2 separate regions of the Danio rerio genome follow, and region 2 is linked to region 1. A link is a contact called in public Micro-C data. All regions are on one chromosome and are shown on one strand. The core of a region is the stretch at or near the end of the contact, and the rest is flanking DNA. Distances in the headings are between cores, read along the strand shown. Region 1 holds the start of cdk19 (cyclin dependent kinase 19). Region 2 holds the start of map3k5 (mitogen-activated protein kinase kinase kinase 5).

Region 1 (4,066 bases), core at 870-3,369:
AACTCATCGTTTTCTGCTGCAGCTGTCAGGCTCTGCGCACATACATATGGACCAATGAGCGGCCGGGACACTCGACCAATCACCGTGCGCGGGGCGGAGCTTACGGCATGTGACGCATACACGTGATTTTCACATGGAAGCTGCGGCGCAGGATCAACCGCCATGATACTCCCCAAAAATAGAGCCTGCACTCATTCATACTCGCGTGTGTGCACATACAGCACTGCAGATAAAGAGCAGGCCCTTGTCCAAATGCACAGCTTTGTGCGAACACACACACAAACAGAACATGCGCAGTTACAGGGGACTAATCGAATAAGTAAAGCATTTTAGACAGCAGCACTGATGCAGGGCGAGGAGGTGTGTTTGCTATGGCGCCATATCAGCTAGCGCTAGCCACTGGCTAATCGATCAGCATTCTCTGTACAGCTCATCAATAAATGAAGCAGACAGCAGCAGGGCTGAAACTCGGAGAATCATCGCTCCAGAAACTCGCTGACAGATGCAAACGGCCTCCGGAGTCACATGTTGAACGACACACCGAAAAGACAAAGTGGACGACATCAGCGTGACGATTGTTTATCATAACGAGCTGATGATTTACAACGCGCGTGCACTGCAGTGATTAACAGCACGCAGTGAACGAGCTAATACTGCCAATATGGGCAGCTCGCTGGGGCTGGAGTTGAGCTGCAGTCCTGACAGCTGAAATGAATGAGTCTAAAGGGGGATGGTGTCAAAAACGGCCAGAAGTGCTGATCACGCCACGGGTGTCAGAGCCTGCGCCACATGTCACTCCGCCAGACCTCCTGACATTATCACAGCGTTTCACACACGATTTAAGCCCCAAACGGAGCGTCTGGCTCGGTGAAATCCAGCCCCGCTCCGCCCGAGGCACCCGCGGCTCGGACGGACTCACTCACCTAGGGATTGTGCGCAGATCCCCGGTTCCTTTGGCTTCGTCCTGCCGGGAGAACCACACCTCCAGGAGCTTCTCGGTCCCCTCGAAGAAGTGTGCACTGCTCTCTTCCATCGTGAGACAAACAGACTCCAACAACAGAAAATAAACCGTCGGATGGAATCACAAATTATGTAGTCCTTCGTTGGCGGTTATAACTTAATAGCTTAGTTACAGTCCTTGAGCAGTCCAGATGTAGTTGCCTTATTTTTTTGTTTGTATTTACCGTCTTCCCTTTTACAGAGAATACCGTAGGCGAGTGCTAGCTAATATCGCCGGCCATACTGTGTAAGCGCAGAACGGCAGTCTGCGCGGAGCTTTTATTACCTACCCGACGACGTCATTCTCGTCGTTGCCAATCGCGGCGAGGGAGCCACCCTCAGGTCTACAGCGATTGGTTGAACGGATATCAGTCAAGCGGGATGTTGCGTAAAAGTATGAGTTCACGCTGTAGTAGCGCGTGTGTGAGTGTGTGTCCTTGTATAGATGAGCAAACATTTGCGTTGCTATTGACCTTATTCTAAAATGCGGAAGTGCGCCTGTTTTCGCGATTGTCTTAGAACTTCCGATTCAGTCGCCTATGGGAGAAATGACTAGGAATAATAAACGACAGAAAATGGCCAAACTACTTGCTCAACAAACAAATGTTTGCATGACTACACAGACCAAGTAGCATAATATAATAAGAAAATATTAAATTGCAACATCAAGCAGCGTAACGTGCAGTTGTTAACGTCAAAAAATGAATGGAAGTGAATGTGACCGGAAGTCGCGAGACAAAAAGATTCAAATGGCAGCGCCCGCTCGTCAGCTGAGAATAAGGTGAATAACGCTGAGCCACTGCACAAATAATTGACTCCCATTTATCTAGCACTCTCTTTGAAAAAGAAAAAAACTGTTAGGTTATGTATTCCACACATTTTATTAATTATGTTTAGTTATTATAAGCTTTTTTTCTGCCATTGTGCAAACACTCCAAGCGCTAACGTTCAGAAATGTTAGTTTTGAATCAGAGTGGAAAGACGAAAGGAGGATTTGTTCGCTGTAGTTTTTCAGATGTCCTGCCGCCGTCAACTCGAGCTGGCGCTCCATCAAACGGCACTACGCTCCCCACAATGCAACCCGCCACAATAAAATACGTCACCGAGCACGTGACCGTTAAGCGGAGCCGACCAAAATCCCAAACAAGGAAATGGTGGGGTAATAAAAACGATCGGATCATTTAATTAATGCATGTAATAATTAATATTTTATTTTCTTGTAAATTAAGAAATATTTATGGGTTAAAATGGACTACGACTTCAAAACGAAGCTCGCCGCCGAGAGGGAGAGAGTGGAAGATCTGTTTGAATATGAAGGTTGTAAAGTGGGTCGCGGCACATACGGGCATGTTTATAAAGCGAAGCGTAAAGACGGGTAAGAGACACGCGTTTGATTGACGCGTTTCACTCACTGCACGCGCTTCTGCTGTCTCTGGGTGTGCAGGAGCTTCATATGTGTCGGGGGAATTGCGCTGTTTTCTGTAGCCTGCGTGTGTGTGTGTGTGATTGTTTTTGTTTTCATGGACGCACTTCAAACGGTCCACCCCCAAACCAGCCAGCGTGATGCATGTTTCACTCTTGTGTGCAGGAGTTCACTGCAAATCAGTTCCTCTGTCCAGAAGTTGCATGCGTTTGAAGTCCACTGTGAGTTTGTGTGCTCGGATGAGAAGATGTCATGTTTACATGTGCTGGAATTCAGAGGCTCACCTGTGCACGAGTTGACATACTCATTTACGCAGTATAACAGCTGCCCACTTCTTCATAAGTGCACAAGCTCTTGCGTGCTGGAGTTTATGGAGCATCTGTGATCGAGTTCACGTGCTTGCAGTGTGTGTGTGTGTGTGTGTGCTCTTATTTATACAGGAGTCAATGTGTGCTCAATAAAGGGGTCCTCTTATGACACTTTACACAAGATGTAAAATAAGTCTCTTATGTCTCTAGAGTGTGTGTGTGAAGTTTCAGCTCAAAATACCACACAGATAATGTTTTATATCTCTCTGAAATGGACCCTTTTAGGCTTTGATCCAAATCATGCTGTTTTGGTTACTGTCACTTTAAATTTAAAGCATAGCAGCAGATTCGAAACAGGACTAAAGTTTCTTTGTGAAAAGATGAAAATGTGGTGGCGATGCAGTAAGTAGCACAACCTACTGCGCCACCGCATCTCCAATTTTTTAAATATCTGTGTGATATTATTTTCTGTGGTGGTTCATTCCGCTGCTGCAACCCCTGATAAGTACGAGAGTACAGCCTGGTTTATACTTCTGCGTCAAGTGATCGGCGTGACCCACGGCGCATGCAACGCGCGTAGCCGTGCATTCATACTTCTGCGCGCTATTTCTGATGTTCTGCAATAACACTTCCGAAAAGCTTGTCGGCAATGAGGTGTTAATGTTCCTCTGTGTTGAGTTTATTCGCTGGCGTTTTGTTTTTTCTGAACGCTCAAACTCGCTTATTTTGAGGCAGGAACCGGCGGACATGCAACAACTTTAATCATAACCCACATAGCAAAGTTTCTCTGGCCCAGCTGTGGCCCACACAATCAGGTTTTGCTTGGCCCACATGCCGCAGTGAATTACGGTACATGACTGGACCAAATCTGGCTTCCAGACAAGGGCCAAACACGGACCATATCTGGGCCAAGTCTCAGCCAAGTTAATAACTCATAACTGGGCCTGAACTGGGCCAGATAGGTTGGTGTGTCACGATTGCAATGAAATTGATAAACCCATGGAGTGATGCGCTTTAGGCACACTATGGGCACGCTTTTTCTCAAAGTGACCTGATTGGTAGAATTTATTTTCTTTACTAAAAAATGATTTTAGTGTATTTTAAATGTGGGTCAAAACTGGCCAAACTCACATGGCCCACTTATCAAATTTTTAAATCTGGGCCAAATACTACGTTTTTCATCTGGCCCAAATCTTGTGTGCCGCCTCTGCCAAACCCGGGCCATGTTTGGCCCACATGCTGTATGCCAGTGCCGGATGAATGCCTGCTGTGCCAGCTTTATGCCAAATCTGGGCCAGAATTCTTTGCTACTAGGGAAGGTAAACACAAAGCAAAA
Region 2 (3,756 bases), core at 730-3,229, 140 kb before region 1:
GTGTGGATGAACACCGAGTACACTGTTTTTGTGAGAAAAATACAGTAAAATATATTTGGTATTTGTGTGTTTTGTATAAAAACAAAATTCTAAAATATTTTACAATGAATGCACTTCTATAGGCCAATGCATGTCTGTAGTAAGTGTAACACTGTCATTATGATGAACGAAGAAGAAGTGGTCATAGTGTTTTACATTAAGCACATCAGTGTTCAATCATTCATAAGTGATCTTATAAATGTCTATTGATGAGATGGTTTGTGTGTGTCATATGAAAACAAAATACCATTTTGAGAAGAAATCACATTGTTTTGAACGTAGAGTTTCATTTTGCAGAAGAATTGAAGAGTTTTGCCCAATGTGTGTGTGTTTTGTGATTTGTGTGTAGAGTTCTGACAATATGAGACATGCTTTCAGAAAATGTGTGTAAGCAATCAGAAAAACTGTAAAAAAAACAACAACAACAACATGGGTGGGCAGTAAGCCAGTTATAAACCAGATGAGCTCTGAGTTTTGAGTTTTTTTTTTGAGTTTGTATGCAAAGTAGGGCAAGTGACTTTACACTTTTGACAGACAGTGTGTTCCTAGTGAAAACAAGAGATTTTCTGCATGATAATTGTACAAAATGTAGAGAATTGTGTGTAGTGTTTTGAAAAAAAGTGTGTTTTAAACCTGCAATTTGAGTGTAAGCAGGAATTGTGCTTATAGTTTAGCAGAATTGGTTTAGGGGGTTGGTGCATCAGTTATTACATGTTGTAGTCATTGTGTCTGAAGTAGGCCTACAAGTAATTGTGTGTAAACAATTGGAAAAAAACTGTAAATGTATATTGAAAAAACTGTTATATCTATTGTAAAAAACTGTAATGAACTCAAGGTTTATAGAGTAGTTTACTGCAAAACACACTGTGTATAGTAAAGTAATAACTGTATTGCATAACTTTACCTGGACGTATTGGTGACGGAGTTCTTTGATGCGCTCGCTGTTCCTTTCAAAAACCCCGCGAGTCCTCTTTTAGAACACACAGTATGATGATTTGAATGAAAAAACCTCAACACATGAGTGTGGTTTCTAGATGGGAATCAGCTGTAATATGTATATATGCATATGTATGTATGCATGTATATAAATATGGAATAAAATACAGGGAGTATATTTGTTTCACAATATGATCAGCTGTTCATTTTGACTTAAGCCTATATAAGTTCTGTGTTATACATTAAAAATTAAATAAAATAAATGAATGAAATGAAAATAAAGTAAGCCAAACTAGTAAACGTCAAGTTACGTGTTTAATATTCATAAGCTTTTCCTTTAATCGGATTGGTCGGCTGGCTTCCTCCAAGTCGCAAGTCAAGCGTGTTGCTCCGCCCCCGAGCGTGAGTTCTGAAGATAATAATAGAAACAGGGCAGGGTCCAAATGAACGCACTTCAGCCGCGAGCGAGCGAGCGATTTCACAACAAACACAAGTGACATAAACAGGAACGACAAGACCGAGAAAACCCAATGTTAATGTCTAGCGGGGAAACGGCTCGGTGTGATGCAGGCGGCGATCAACAGGACCGACCGCGTTAACGTACTTAGCAAGCTAGCAGTTGCTGGCGCTCCGGAATACGGGTCAAGTTTATCAAATAAGTTTCGCGAAGGCTTCAGTTTGAGGACGTCAGTGTGTTTGCAGGAGTGAGAGATATCAGTCATTTGCGTCGTGACCAGCATGTCCGTCAACAGTCCTTGATCGCTGCTGTTGTTTCGAGTTTTTATTTCAGTTCAGGACTCTTTATGCTGCTGAGCGGATTTCTTTGAGTTTGATCTAGAACTATTGATCGATAATCTTAAATTGTTAGATCTGATGACGTAATGTCATTGTCATTACTATTTTGATGCCTGTCGTGGTGCGGGCACGAGTGCCAGCTATGGAGTGTGGCGGTTAATTAACGTTAGCAGCTACTGCTGAGTGTCGCTTCACCAACTGATGAAAGATGAATTCAGATCTGGAGGCCATTTCTCTGTCTGTGCCCTCTCTCAGCCAGCCCCTGGAGATGATGATGGTGATGATGGGAGGCAGTGATGGAGAATCCAGTGCTGGGAATAATTCTAGTGCTGGGGCTTTCTGGCAGGACCCCTCCAACTGTAAGAGTGCCAACCCCGGGCTGATCAGCTTGCCCTCGGACGGGGTCGCACTGCTGACCCCGGGGAAATGCAAGAGCCGAGCCGTGACAGTGGCTTATGTGAGGAACTCCGAGACCAGCCAGCCTTCAAGCCCGGAGAACATGGCACTACAGTGTCTGAAGGATGCCTGCGACATTGTGGGCTGTAAACTAGATGTGGTGCCCTTTGGGAAGCTGGACTTTGGCGAAACATCAGTTCTTGATCACTTTTATAACGCAGGTAGGTCTAATGACTGAATAGGGGTCCCACTTTATATTAAGTGGCCTTAACTACTATGTAGTTACATACAAACAAATCAATAAATACGATGTACTCACTGTCTTCATAGTGTATAGAGAAACACTAAGGGTTTCTCTATACACTATAAGGGTTACTTAGGGTTAGAGACAGGTTTGGTAGGTTTAAGGTGTAGGGGATGATCAACAGTGTAACTAAAGAAATTAGCAGATGTAATTACATGCAGGCACAAGTACAACGTTTACACATGTATTTACACAATAAGTACATTGTAACAAATGGTTAATTACAGTGTAAGTATATAATCTAGCTAAAACTACTCAATATAAAGTGGGACCTAAATATTTGACTGGTCATGCATGTCGTAAAGTCCAATAAGTTTCTTTAAAAAAAAGAAAAGATTTAAACATCTTCTGTAGGCTTTCCAATGGTGCACAGGATGGTTAAGATCGGACAGTATTTGGCCAAGATACAAGTATTTAAAAATCTGCAATTTGAGGGTTTAATAGATGTAAATATTGAGAACATCACCTTTAAAGCAGTCTAAGAGAAGTGCTTAGCAATTCATGTTTCTACTGGAAAGTTGAGTTTTGGTGTATTTATATTTCATGGAACATGATCTTTACATCATATTCTAGTTTTAGTTGCATAAAAGAAACTGCAATAATAATGCAACACAACACTGTTTCTGTGCTCCAGGGTCACTTACATTGTGTGTTATATGCTTGGGATACGTAGCTTTCTACATGAAAAAAAATATATAATAATTTATAGCAAATACTAGTGTATGTTGTATTATTTTGTATATATTTTAGTGCTGCATGCAACTCTTTTTAATAAATACTACAACATACTTTAGGTTTAAATATAGTGCACTGATAAAATATAGTACATACTTTATTATACTTTAGTTTTTTACTACAGTAAATTGTGGTGTATTGTAGTACATAGGAGGAAGGACTAAAGTAAAAAAAAAAAGTGATTCATACAGAAATATTTTTGCTGTACTAAATGTCAATATCAGGTGGTATTTTGGCTTTCCTTTTGTTTATATTAAAGCTACCTGACTATGACCTTGTCAATATGTTGAATGCAAACATACTGTGTACTGTATCTGGGCGAAAAATATTAAATTGCAATTTTAAATTTATTTCACACTAATATTTACCGTAAATGACTAGTATTTCATGTGGGTTTTGCCGTTTATTGGAAGGTTTCTTTCTTTTGTTCTTCTTTGGATTCTGACACTTTTCCACCTGGAACGTTTTCCAGGAAAGTTCACAGAATCAAGTGGTGTGTGATGGTATCGCTCACCCACATACACACAATCCAGGGTGGAGTGCAGTTTCTG

What was found. Hi-C and Micro-C count contacts between places; a contact is called where the count stands out from the background.
Region 2: a contact with region 1 is called in a Micro-C map of caudal fin, with 4 times the contacts expected there. The contact joins the promoter of map3k5 here to the promoter of cdk19 in region 1. A contact is called at or near these places in 2 of 18 Hi-C or Micro-C datasets (caudal fin and an unstated tissue) and 2 of 4 datasets of contacts at active chromatin or transcription factors (embryo and gastrula embryo).

What each region holds. Positions count from the first base shown.
Region 1 is chr20:3,040,543-3,044,608 of GRCz12tu, reverse strand. It overlaps cdk19 (cyclin dependent kinase 19), which reads left to right and starts at 2,119. Exons shown (of 13, transcript XM_001923318.9): 1 at 2,119-2,374. The coding sequence starts at 2,247. It overlaps amd1 (adenosylmethionine decarboxylase 1), which reads right to left and starts at 1,270. Exons shown (of 9, transcript NM_001161601.1): 1 at 924-1,270. The coding sequence starts at 1,033.
Region 2 is chr20:3,178,137-3,181,892 of GRCz12tu, reverse strand. map3k5 (mitogen-activated protein kinase kinase kinase 5) reads left to right here and starts at 1,979. Exons shown (of 30, transcript NM_001161750.1): 1 at 1,979-2,387. The coding sequence starts at 1,979.